Regions from separate parts of the Zea mays genome. Here region 2 is linked to region 1. Evidence: chromatin contacts called from public Hi-C data. All regions are on one chromosome and are shown on one strand. The core of a region is the stretch at or near the end of the contact, and the rest is flanking DNA. Distances in the headings are between cores, read along the strand shown.

Region 1 (6,444 bases), core at 1,978-4,477:
TGCGACGCCTTGCACAAAAGTTAGAGGAATCTGCTACAGATTCTGAGCTGAGGCGATACCTTGAGAGAATATTAAGAGTTCGTTCGACTGGATGGACACAGGGTGTATTCGCCAATTTTGCTGCTGAAAGTATGGTTCCTAAAGGCCCTGAATGGGCAGGAGGAAACTGGGAGATCAAAACACCTACCAACATTAAGAATATACCTCAGTGGGAGCTTGCAGGAGAAGTCATGCCTTATATGAAGACAACTGATGCTGGTATCCCATCTGTTGTTGCAGATCATATTGGTGTGTACCTGGGTGTGATGAAAGGAAGGGGTAATGTTGTGGAAGTAAGTGAAAAGAGTTTGGTTAAAGCTATAGCTGCAGCTAGCAGTGAGAACACACAGCCGGTGTCTTCTGCATCAGCAGAGAAAAGTAAGGCAATTCCTCGTGGTGATTCGGTTGGTGATACTTTGGCAAGGCAACTGGGAGTCCAGATTGCATCTTCTGATGAACAGGCAAAAGCTGCCGAGGACTTCAAGAAGACTTTATATGGTGTTGTTGATGATGGAAGTAGTGATGAAGACGAGTCAACCTCAAAGACTAAAAAGATACATATAAGGATACGTGATAAACCGGCTGCACCTACTGTAGATGTCAACAAATTGAAAGAAGCCACTAAACAGCTAGGCTTGGGTCCTCCGCTGAGTAGGACAAGGTCATTATCAGGGACACCTCAAGACTTCAATCAGGCTCCTACACAACCAGGAGGTCCAGCCGCAGCTGTTTCCCCAGCAATGCCAAATTCTGCGATTGATTTATTTGGAACAAATACTTTAGTGCAGCCGCAAGCACCCTCTAGTTCCACAGGTCCTGTTATTGCAGGCATGGGAGTGACGGCTGGGCCGATCCCTGAGGACTTCTTCCAGAACACTATTCCATCGCATCAACTTGCGGCTCAACTACCTCCTCCTGGAATAGTCCTGTCACGGATGGCTCAACCCGCTCCTGGCATTGAACAAGGCCGACCAGTACCTAATCAAATGATGGCTAATGTTGGTCTTCCAGATGATGGGGTGCCACCACAAGCACCACCGCAGCAGTCCCAGTTTCCTCCGCAGCAGTCCCAGTTTCCTCAGCAACCAGGCATTCCTATGGATTCTATTGGCCTGCCTGATGGTGGTGTCCCCCCACAGAGTCAGCCACTTCCTTCACAAGGCCAGTTTCTTCCTTCACAGGCACAGGGCTTTCAACTTGGTATTCCTGCTCCATCACAACCAATTGATCTCAGCGCTCTCGAGGGTCCTGGAGCGGCGAAGCAAGCTGCTCGCCCTCCAGCACCTACTGCTGTGCGGCCTGGCCAGGTACTGTGTATTTCCTGAAGAGATCTGATGGGTCTGGACTGCTTTCCTAGTTTCCTAGACACCGTATTCCATTGTTACAGGTACCACGCGGGGCCCCTGCTGCAGAATGCTACAAGATGGCTCTTGCTCATCTTGAGCAGAATCAGCTTACCGATGCACTATCTTGTTTGGACGAAGCATTCTTAGCCCTTGCAAAGGACCAGTCACGTGAAGCCGACATCAAAGCGCAGGCCACCATTTGTGCTCAGTACAAGATCGCAGTTGCTCTGCTGCAGGTAAAATTTGTTTTGTCAACTGCATCCAGCGAGGAATACGTCTGTGGTTAAGACCAACTCGCAAGTCGTTCACCTCTAACCGTTGAGATTCTTGCCTGAGCTTAGCATCCTTTGTTTCCGCGCAGGAAATTGCTCGTCTGCAAAGGGTTCAAGGAGCTGGTGCTCTCAGTGCGAAGGAGGAAATGGCCAGGCTATCTCGGCACCTTGCTTCCCTGCCCATCCAGGCCAAGCACAGGATCAACTGCATCAGGACCGCCATCAAGCGGAACATGGAGGTCCAGAACTACGCCTACGCCAAGCAGATGCTGGACCTCCTCTACTCCAAGGCGCCCCCGACGAAGCAGGACGAGCTCAAGAGCCTGATCGACATGTGCGTCCAGAGGGGCCTGACGAACAAATCCATCGACCCGTTCGAGGACCCCTCGCAGTTCTGCTCCGTGACCCTCAGCCGGCTGTCGACCATCGGCCACGACGTGTGCGACCTCTGCGGCGCCAAGTTCTCGGCGCTCTCCGCACCCGGTTGCGTCATCTGTGGCATGGGGAGCATCAAGAGATCCGACGCCCTCGCTGGTGGGCCTGGACCCGTGCCGTCACCTTTCGGCTGAAGGTCGAGTCTGCTCCTTTCGTCCTCCATCGGTCCTGATATTGTATCTATAGTGTTCAGTTTGCGTTCATTACATTCGATTCGTTGCAGCTTGTATTGTATGTAGCCTTTTTGACGTGTAGCACGCTTGGTGTTGAGAGCAATGTACACCTGTACTGTTGGGTTGGTTGTGATTATACACGCGGTTTTTTTTGGAGCTAGCAATGTAAGGTGCATGTGCATATCTGAGACGCGAACGTCGACGTGAAACGTTCTAGTCTCCATAGTTGGTAAATACAGTTACTGCAGAAACTCGCATCTATACGATAATAACAGTGATAGAGAGACCTAAGGGATTAATTGAATGGATTTAAATCTCTATCAAGTCAAAATTTACTTAATTTTTTAATGCCATTCAATCTATATGGATTGAATGGAAATAACGGAAAGGCCCTACGTAGATCCAGCCGTGGATTCCAGTTGGAACGTACTGTAGTAGTAGTAGACAGTAAAACAGTCATACTGAACGGGGTATCACGGGGCATATAACTTTATCGGTGTCTGTGCTGCCGGCGTATCTGCGAGGCCGCGGGCGTGAGTGCGTGACCGCCCACGCGCGCGAACCCCGCTTACCGCCAGCGCGGCCTGGAGCGTCACGGGTTCTGGGATGAACCAGGGACGGGGGCCCCGGCCCCCGGGTCTGCTGGATGAAGTAACGACCGTTTTATCCTAGTACTTGACGTGCAGTACATCACGCACCCACATGAAGCAGAAGCAGAACCAGATACGGCTTGCTGCTGCGCGCCGCGGCCCAGGACGGCCGTGTCCCCTTCTCGGCGGACATTAATTGCGGCATCGTCCTACGCAGGGACCGTACAGTCACGTCGGCTAACCGCGCGACACGTCGGTCGCTCTCCAGAGGCTTCCAGACCCCAGTCGGGTCGGGGGCCGTGGCGTCTGTGTGACTGTCTGTGTGTGTGGGGGTGGGGCGGTGCTGTGCTATGAATACAAAGCAGTCCGGGCACGAGCGGGCGGCACTCCTCTCCCTCCCTCACTCACTAAGCCAAAGCTGACAGCAGCATACAAGCACCAGCAGAGCTCTTGCCGATGGCGGTGGCCAAGCCCCCGCTTCAGACGGCCGCGGTCCTCCTCCTCCTCCTCCTGGTCGTCGCGGCCGCGTCGTGGCTCCAGACCGTCGACGCCGCTTCAGGTACGTACTACTACCTAGTAGTACCTAGCTAGGCGGTCGCCGGCCGTGTCTGACGCCGGCGCATATATGCTGCAGGGTTCTGCTCGAGCAAGTGCAGCGTCCGGTGCGGGCGGGCGGCGAGCGCGCGGGCGCGGGGCGCGTGCATGAGGTCCTGCGGCCTCTGCTGCGAGGAGTGCAACTGCGTGCCCACGCGGCCGCCGCGCGACGTCAACGAGTGCCCCTGCTACCGCGACATGCTCACCGCCGGCCCCAGGAAGAGGCCCAAGTGCCCCTGAGGCCGGCTCACACACGGCGCAACCCAAGACACGTGCTCCATGGGACTGCCACTGCTTTGCCTGCAACTGCGATCCGATCCATGCTGATGGGCCAGGCAACCTGTTATGCTATCCCTACCCTACTACTACGTATTTGTGTACGTACGTATCTTTGTATGCATCGCGCGTCCGTGTGATCTATAATATATAATCTGCTACCAGGTCCCGTCAGATGTACTGTTAGTGATAAGCTGAGCGACTAGAGAGGTACTGAATCCTCAGTAGTTGGTAGAACGGGCTGTTCCTCGGGACAGTGTGTGTCATGGTTAGGCTGCCTGTACTAATTAATGTACATGAACTATTGTGCTATATATATATATTGTCATAAACGCATTACGCATGTATGTAAAATACCAATTTTTTTTACCTTTTGACGGTTCCATTCCACCGTCGCCTTGCGTAAGCAGCAAGGGATAATGATGCTGGTGGATAAAACTTATCTGCCAGAGGCAAATAACACGCTATAAACCTCCGACGCGGAGCCAGCCAGTAGCCAGTCACCTCCTTCACCGCGCTCGCCCTTCTTTATAACACACAAGGTGTGTATACGTGGCCGTGGGGTGGTGCAGATGGGATTAGCCATTTCGAAGATAATCCAATGAAGAGCATTCTAAGGGGAAGGGATGCATGGGATATTTGTAACGCACCTTGTACGTTTATGTTTCTCTGTATTTCTGTAGGATGTTGGAGAAGCTATTTGGTAGCTAACTCGATCTATTTATTTATGCTGAAAGTTCTACCAGCATCCAATCCGTAGCTCTGTAAGAAGAACCGTTGCAGATACTCTTAGCGGGTCACTACGGGCAGCACTAACATGCACGCACCCACAAGAATAGGTACGGCTGGCTGCTGCCTCCTCGGCCCACAATGGCCGTGTCCCTTCTCGACAGACATTAAGGCTATCTTTAGCAGATCTCTTATCACATTTCCTATTTTATCTTTACACTATAAATAATGTTAAACAGTGGTCAAACAGTGTTATCTATAGTTTTATGTTCTCTGTTTTACATTACCCGCTTGGAGGCAGTCTAATAGCGCCATCATCCTCCACAGGAATCGGACAATCACGATGGTTAACCACGCCACACGTGGATCGCTCTCTAGAGGATTGCTGACCTCAGTCGGGTGGAGGGCCGGTGTGTGTGGCGATGAGATCCTCACTTCCAGGGTGGATGAGTTGGGGTCGTCTGTGGGGTGGGGTGGTGTGGTGCAGTGCGACGCCATGAATACAAAGGAGACCGGACACGAGCAAGCGGCACCTCACTCCCTCTCCCTCTCTCCTCAGCCAAAGTTGACAGCAGCCTACAAGCGCCAGCAGAGCTCTTCCCGGTGGCCATGGCCAAGCCCCCGCTTCAGACGGCCACGATCATCCTGCTCGCGCTCCTCGCGGCCGCGTCGTGCCTCCACACCGTCGACGCCGTCGCTTTAGGTAAGTGCGTACATACTACTACTACATGCGAGCGACACCCTTAGCGTGGTTGTCATCCGTCTTGATCCCGTGCATAGATGAGCATGCAGCCCAGAGCACGGTAGCCCGGCACGAGGCCCGTTTTTTTGGCCCGGCCCAAGCACGGCCCGGCCCGGTTGGCTTCGTGCCCGGGCCAGCCCGGCCCATTTTACCAGGCCGTGCCTGGGCTGCTGGGTGCGCCCGCCGGGCGGCACGGCCCGGCCCGCCAGAGAGCGGCAGGCACGGACCGGCCCGGTACGGGGAAGCGCATAGCCTCGGCTTCGGCTCCCGACCCGACACTCCGTCTCCTCTCTCACTCAGTCACTCTCTCGCGCTCGCGGTTTCGCTCTCGCCCTCGGCCTCTCCGTCTCTCCTCCTGCTCTGCTGGCTGCTGCTCACCGCCTCACCGTCGGCCGTCGCCGTAGTCTCTGTCGGATCTACGTCGCCGTAGTCTCTGCTCTGCGGCGCCCCTCTCCAGACTCCGGCTCTGCATCGGTTGATCGGTGAAATCCCTAACCCTAATCACAAATCCCTAACCCTAATCTCCGCTCCGGACTCTCCCTCCCACCGTCCCCCGTCATCGTCTCCGGCTCCGGGCTGCGGCTTGGCAGAGATAAGTCCCTCTCCGGCTCTCCCTCTCCAGTTGGCCATCCCAATCCCTAACCCTAACCCTAATCTCCTCTTCTCCGGCTGACCGACTCTCCCTCTCGCGTCGTCCGTCGTCGACCGTCGTGCACTTTACCCTCGTCTCCGGCTCCGGGCTCCGGCTTGGCAGGTATGTCACTCTTCCTCGCTTCCTCACCAGTTGACCATTCCAATCCCTAACCCTAACCCTCGCTGCTTGCTTGTGGACTTTGGTAGGTCGCCGGCCGACTACGGAGTCGTGCTAGTGCCGCCACTGCCGTCGAGGAACGGTGCCGAGATAGAAGTCGGTTATGGATGACGACGACGACAACGGTCGGTACCCTAGAACCATCAACGAGGAGCTCATTGAGTTAGGGCAGCTTCCCGATGACGTCGATGACATGGGAGATGCTGCTGCTGCCTTGTTCGGTGTCGATACCACTCCTAATCCGGGGCCAGTAAGTGATGCTGCTGGCTCTAATGAACTTGATTCATTGACTTCTTCTAGTACTGGTAAACGTCGATCTGCTGTTTGGGATGACTTCACTGAAGTCACAGAAAACCGTAATGGTAAGAAGGTGCGCATTGCAGGTATTTGCAAATTTTGCAAAGCTAGGTTGAGTGCTAATTCTAATGCTGGCACTG
Region 2 (6,444 bases), core at 2,893-5,392, 200 kb after region 1:
ATTCTGTTGTTTCTTATCTGATTTTTCTTCACTTTGCTTCAATCGTGCTATTTGAATGTCATGAATTCTTGAAAGGTATTCAGTATACTGGGAGGAACTGGACATTGCCTTCTTCCTTGATGCCTTCGTGGAGTCCCGACCCAATGGCCTTTTACCTTTTATACCTGCTTCGTCATTGTCCATATCATTAACAGAACCTGAAGGTGTACCACTACCAACAGGCTCCATCCCCGCATTGCCTCTCCAGGGGCTTCCATGAACCATGGAATCCCATTTCGGTTCATTTTTCAGGCGCGTCCAGCAATGCATGAAATGAAAAGGTTTTTTGTGTGCGGTAGCATATAGAGTTGCAGCTTTGGAAGTCTACAAATGAATTGGAAAAACATGTGAGATCATGAATAAACTTTAGTACACATGAAACCATATTCATACTTATGTATTACAAAGGCAGTTATTTTACCTTGTCGTTGTCTGTTAGGCCACTCTGATTTTCCCTTAGGACTCTTGCGTAGAACCCAGCATATTTGCCTGTTTCAGCCCTTATTTTGTCCCATCTGCTGCTCAAAGCCCTATTTAGTCTCATTGGAAACTCCCCTCTAAGTTTGTTGTACCTTTTCTCAATTCTAGCCCATAGACCCTCCTTCCTCTGCTTTGTGTTAATTACTGGGTCACTACTAATCTCTAGCCAAGTTTTGCAAAGCAAAATGTCCTCATCAGGTTTGAAGTTCTGTTCCTTTGTCCTCCTACCTGTCCTAGGTGTGTCCGAAGGTTTGGTAGGGCTGTTTACTTCTTGGACACTGTGCTCTGCTTCTGATTCCAAATTTATAGGGTCAGTCGTGTTTGTCACATGGGTATAAACCTGGGGAAATGGACTAGGTGGTACCATCTGGACTTGACCCAAGGATGTTTGTGGTGTAGGACCACCTAGATTCATCATAGCAAAATATGGGTTCCATGGATTGCGGAAGGGAAATGAAGATGTGTCATTAGGTCCCTGGGGCCAGGTAGGATTGCTCATGTGGCTTGTACTACCACTCATAGTAGCAGGATGGGTTTGGTCTAATCCTTGGCCCTGCCAGAACTAAGGATCCCACATGGGTGGTGGGAAAATGTGGTTACCTGAACTGGGGCCGGCACCAGGAGGTCGAATATGTGAGTTTCGGTTGTTCTCAGCCATTCTGGGAATGAAATACAGGAATCAATGAATTGGAACAACAGAAAACACACTTTTACTAAAATATAGCAATGTTCATGCATTCCACAAAAGGTTCATACAAAAGGAACATTAACATACATCGCACATGTCCTACATCGGCAACCCATGCATCATAGACATCACACATAAGTTTTTATTTATTTGGATGCATTACTAGCACTAAGACTCTACTAGGTACCACATTTACAGGTTCCAAATGCTATACCTAGTGGACCTGTCGGAGTCGTACGAGTCATTGTCACTGGCCTCATACAATTCTGGTGAGGAAGGGGGAGTGAAAGAATTTTGGGCCACTGGGTTCACTTGCTCCAATACTTTTATTTCTTCCTCCATCCTCTCCTTCTCTGGGTCTGACCTTGCTTTGCTCTCTAGTGCATCCTGCTCCATGAGGTCTACCTCCTTTCGGATTGTAAGGAGAGCATTGAGAAGGTAATGCTCGTCACCCAAATGCATGAAAGCCTCTTCTAGAAAGCTTCTAATATTGAATGCACTAGTTTCCACTAAGGATGCAAGAGTCAGGACCAAGTTTTGCAGCACTTTGGCATCATGGCTGCTCATCTTGAATCCTATCCTCAGGCAGTATCTCCTTGGCTAGACAAGGTGCATACATGAAAAAATTAGGCCCACTGTTGTTACTAATTCGTGAAGTGTAAGTGGTCATGGCAGCTACCAAAGTACAAAAACTGCGGGTAACATGTATAAAATGTTGGGCCAAAATTGTTATTGTGGAAGAAGAATGCAAAATAATGATACACATTTTTTAAAAACTTCAAGCGTTGGTAGGCTAATCTGTTGCTTACATATAGTAAACTAGAATTACACTACAAACATGAAAGCACAGACAACATCGATGGAAACTAGACTTATGAAATTGATTACAAACAATGAAGAAAAGCGAAAAAGGAAATAGAACCTCAATTACTTGAAGTGGATGTCAAATAATCAACTAAAGTTTTGAAGCTGCATAATAAGTAAAGTTGTTCGTTAGTTGCATGCAATGGTTACTCTTGTAAGCAAACACAACTGCAAATTGTAGGTTCAGTTAGTGCAAATCATACACAGACCTACACTACCGACCAACATGGTAAAGGAAACTATGGATCCGTAGAGTTATCGGAAATGCAATCAAATTTGGGTTGAATCCACCAACACATTGGCCCAATTTGAGATCCAAGAACCATGGTTCGGACAAACCTTATTAGACGATGGCAAACCCTAACGATGAAAGCAGTTCAAGAACACCTAAACCCTAACTATGAAAGCAGTTCAAGAACACCTAAACCCTAACTATGAAAGCAGTTCATGAACACCTAAACCCTAGTGTAAATCTATGCGACGTATATTTGGGCAAGAGATTGAATCAGAGGTCTAGAGAATGGAGAAGACACGAATCGTACCTTGGAGCTTGCAGATCGAAGGAAGCAGATCAGCTCAAGGTAGATCTATGCCCGGATCGATGACCTCCCTTTGGACAAGAGCTCGCAGACGACGTGCCGGCTGACAGAGAACAACGGCAGTGGCGCCTTCGAACCCGGTCACTTCGCACGGATCTGCCGGCTCGTGGGTCGCCGAAGCGGGACGACGGAGCCCCGTCGAGGTCCCCCATCGGTGGACGCCGCCCGGCGCAGGAAAACGCAATTGCGGGAGAAGGCAGCTCGCCGGGTGCCTTTTCCGGCAGCGCAAATGCCAGTGCTCGGTCGCCTCCAACAGTTGGCTCGGAGTATTCCGCACCCGCGGTCGTGCGGGCGAAGGGAGCTGCGCACCTCGGGGATAGCGGCGTAGAGTGCCCCTCCATGTAGTGTGAGAGAGAAGGAATCGCTACGGGAGAGGAGGAGGAGGACGCTGATGAACGCGTGGAAGAGGCACTGTAGCCGCTATAACATGAACAGTGATAGGGGAAGGGAAGGCCAGCAGCAACCATTGAACAAAGGGGGTGTTTGTTTGGGATTATAATCCACCTAGATTATATAATCCAACAATTTTTGAACTAACTCTTAGTTCAAAAATTGTTGGATTATATAATCTAGGTGGATTATAATCTCAAACAAACACCCCATAAGTCTTACGTTGGAGAATTTCCTGCCATTCCTATATGAAACCAAACACCCCTAGTCGGCTAGTCCAATCATAGCCGGTGCCGCCTGTCACCGTCTCCACAACTATACCGTCCAGCGTGACTTATCCAAAAGTTCCCCATCTCTATCGTCCTGCGTCTTTCCGATTAGCCTCGTCAAGGAAAATCACGGTCTGTCAATCTCGGCCCCGTGATACACTCCAGTCCACCTCCTGTTTTTAACTTTTAACTTTAACATGTAATTATCCGTGGACGCCGGGCAACGCTAAATTAATCGCTGTATCGCCGTCGGCGTCAAACGACACATTCCTCAAGCTATCCGAGTGGAGCACTCCCGAGTGATGCATTTCTTTACGCTGTGATTCATGACCAACTTTGGTATTAGCTCTTTGTATATGTTCTCCGTGTTAACATAGCTCAATTAGCCCAACAGTCTCAAATATGTCAGACCATCTTTTTTTTACTTTGTCTTCAATCTTTTTTCTGATTGCCTCCATTTTTTCCCGTAGCGAGGAAAGGAAAATCCATATGGTTAGAGAATATATAATTATATATTTGTTGTTTTATCAATGGTATTCCGGCGGCACTGAGCAACTAATTTATACCTATACTGTGCAAACACCTTTATTAGTTGCTCCAGTGGAGAGCATTACTTTGTCCCATTCATCCTAATCCGACCATTGAAACGAAAAACCGTTCAAATAACTCCCAAAATACAGTACAAAATAACGCCTACCATATATTTCAATTAAAAAAGACAAAAGAATAAACAACAAAAATCCCCCGTTCCTCCTTCTCAGGCTTCCCCTTCTTCCTCCACATCGATCCCCTCCCCCCTCCACTCGTCTCCAAAATCGCCAGCGAGAGCCATGCCGCCTCCTCCCCTGCCCTCGCCGAGCCTGACCGACTGACCCCACCTCGCCACTGTTCTTTCCCTTCCACCTGGGCCCCACAGCGCCCCCTTACCGTCGCCACCAAATCCCCAAATCCCGGAGGCACGAGGAGGGAATTCGTCGCCTGACCGATCGGCCGATCCACTGCCGTCGGCACCCCAATCCGCCGCTGCCGCCATGTTCAACAAGATCATCAAGAGGGGAAACCGCAAGGGCGCGCGCGGGGACAACGCGGAGGCCGCCGCGCGCCCCGCAGCGCCCTCCTCGTCCTCCGGGAGCGGCGGCGGCGGCGCGGGGGCAGCCGCGCCCGTCACCGTCAACCACGCCTCCCGGGCCACAGCGCCTTCGCCGTCCTCGCCCACTTCGCCGCACGTGGCGCCGTCTGCGCTTGCGACCAACCCGGCGGGGGCGGCGTCGCCGCCACTCCTCGAGCCGCTCCCGCTCCTCCGCGACGTCGCCGCCGCGGATCGCCCGGGCCTCTTCCTCCGCAAGCTCCGCATCGTCGCCGCGCTCTTTGACCTTTCGGACTCGCTCAAGCACCCGCGGGAGAAGGAGGCCAAACGCCAGGCTCTCCTCGAGCTCGTCGATTACGTGCAGGCTCCAGCTCAGGCTGCGGGCGCCAACGCACCCACGCGCCTCCCGGACCACGTCCAGGAGGCGCTCGTCGCCGCCATCTCTGCCAACATCTTCCGCCCGCTGCCACCCGCGCTGCACGAATCCGCCGCCGCGATCGACCCCGGCGCCGCGCCCGACGAGGAGGAGGAGCCATACCTCGACCCCTCCTGGCCACACCTCCAGCTCGTCTATGAGCTCCTTCTCCGATACGTTGTTTCGCCCGACACCGACACCAAGGTCGCCAAGCGGTATGTGGACCACGCCTTCGTCCTCCGTCTCCTCGACCTCTTTGACTCCGAGGATCCGCGTGAGCGCGAGTACCTCAAGACCGTGCTCCACCGCATCTATGGCAAGTTCATGGTACACCGACCATTCATTCGCAAGGCCATCAACAATGTGTTCTACCGGTTCATCTTTGAAACGCAGCGCCACAATGGCATAGGGGAGCTCCTTGAGATCCTTGGAAGCATCATTAATGGCTTTGCCTTGCCAATGAAGGAGGAGCACAAGCTATTCCTTGCCCGTGCTCTCATCCCCCTGCATAAGCCCAAATCTGTTGCGATCTACCATCAGCAGCTGTCCTATTGTATTGTTCAGTTCGTTGAGAAGGACTACAAATTAGCAGATACTGTGATTAGGGGTCTGCTCAAATACTGGCCAGTCACAAACTGCCAGAAAGAGGTGTTGTTTCTGGGGGAGCTTGAAGAAGTGCTCGAGGCAACACAGCCTGCAGAGTTCCAGCGGTGCATGGTGCCACTGTTCAAGCAGATTGGACGATGCCTTAACAGTTCTCACTTCCAGGTATGTCTTTAGTTGATTTTTTTGGCTTCTGGTTAAGTATATTGTCATCACCATGCCAGCATACACTTTTCTGTTTTTAGTCAAATGTGTTCCATGTGTTCCGAGGTATGCCTTTTTGAGTGAATGTGCCTTATTGCAAGTTCCAAATCATATTTGCATGTTGAGGAAAACAAGGGCGTGTTTGATTGCTGCGTGACTGTGCCCTGTCCAAAGGCTTTGCTGGCCAAATCTTGGCTGCCAAATTGGCCACGCATCGGATGCAAATTGAACTGCGCTTTGGCCTTGTGAGCTTGGGCAGGCCAATATACGGTATCCATCCAAACAGCATTAGTTCTGTTGGTCAATGGACAATTTTTTTGCTTGGCAGCCATTGGCATTGGTATTCATCCAAACACGCCCCAAAACTCTTATACAAGGCAGTGTTAATAGAAAAAATGAAACGAGGTGCATTGCTTTGTGCATGATATTTTTGTAAACTAGCACAAAAAAGTTCCATTAAGCATACACGCAAATGAGTTTTGAGTCCATAAGATGCCCCCTTTGATAATTATCATTTTGCACTAGTGCTTTTGTTATGGTCTTTATTGATCCCCTTTATAGCTTACTCCTGGCGGTATAGGTTTTCTACCATTCTTGGACGCTAGTTTTTTAGGGATCTACATCTGATCTGGGAAGTAAAAACTTGACCTGTAGGGGGTAAAACAGCCCCCAAGCATTTTGCTAAGAAGGCCTCATGCAAATCAAGAAAATCCCCAAACCCCTGCCTTCCCATATGTGGTGCACCGTAGCCTATGTGAGAACGGCAACGACCTAGGCCGTGATCTAGGAAGTCAGAAACTGCAACC

The links. A called contact is a pair of places that touch in the nucleus more often than the background predicts.
Region 2: a Hi-C map of endosperm shows a contact between it and region 1, with 3 times the contacts expected there. The contact joins the promoter of LOC100280472 here to the promoter of LOC100284720 in region 1. A contact is called at or near these places in 6 of 25 Hi-C or Micro-C datasets (ear, endosperm and leaf) and 1 of 3 datasets of contacts at active chromatin or transcription factors (leaf).

What each region holds. Positions count from the first base shown.
Region 1 is chr1:262,592,137-262,598,580 of Zm-B73-REFERENCE-NAM-5.0, forward strand. LOC100284720 reads left to right here and starts at 3,228. Exons shown (of 2, transcript NM_001157615.1): 1 at 3,228-3,414; 2 at 3,490-4,092. The coding sequence starts at 3,312. The coding sequence ends at 3,689. It overlaps LOC100384052, which reads left to right. Exons shown (of 24, transcript NM_001366858.1): 22 at 1-1,346; 23 at 1,427-1,621; 24 at 1,747-2,446. The coding sequence ends at 2,226. It also overlaps the pseudogene LOC103643756.
Region 2 is chr1:262,794,910-262,801,353 of Zm-B73-REFERENCE-NAM-5.0, forward strand. It overlaps LOC100280472, which reads left to right and starts at 4,143. Exons shown (of 2, transcript NM_001153392.1): 1 at 4,143-5,599. The coding sequence starts at 4,361.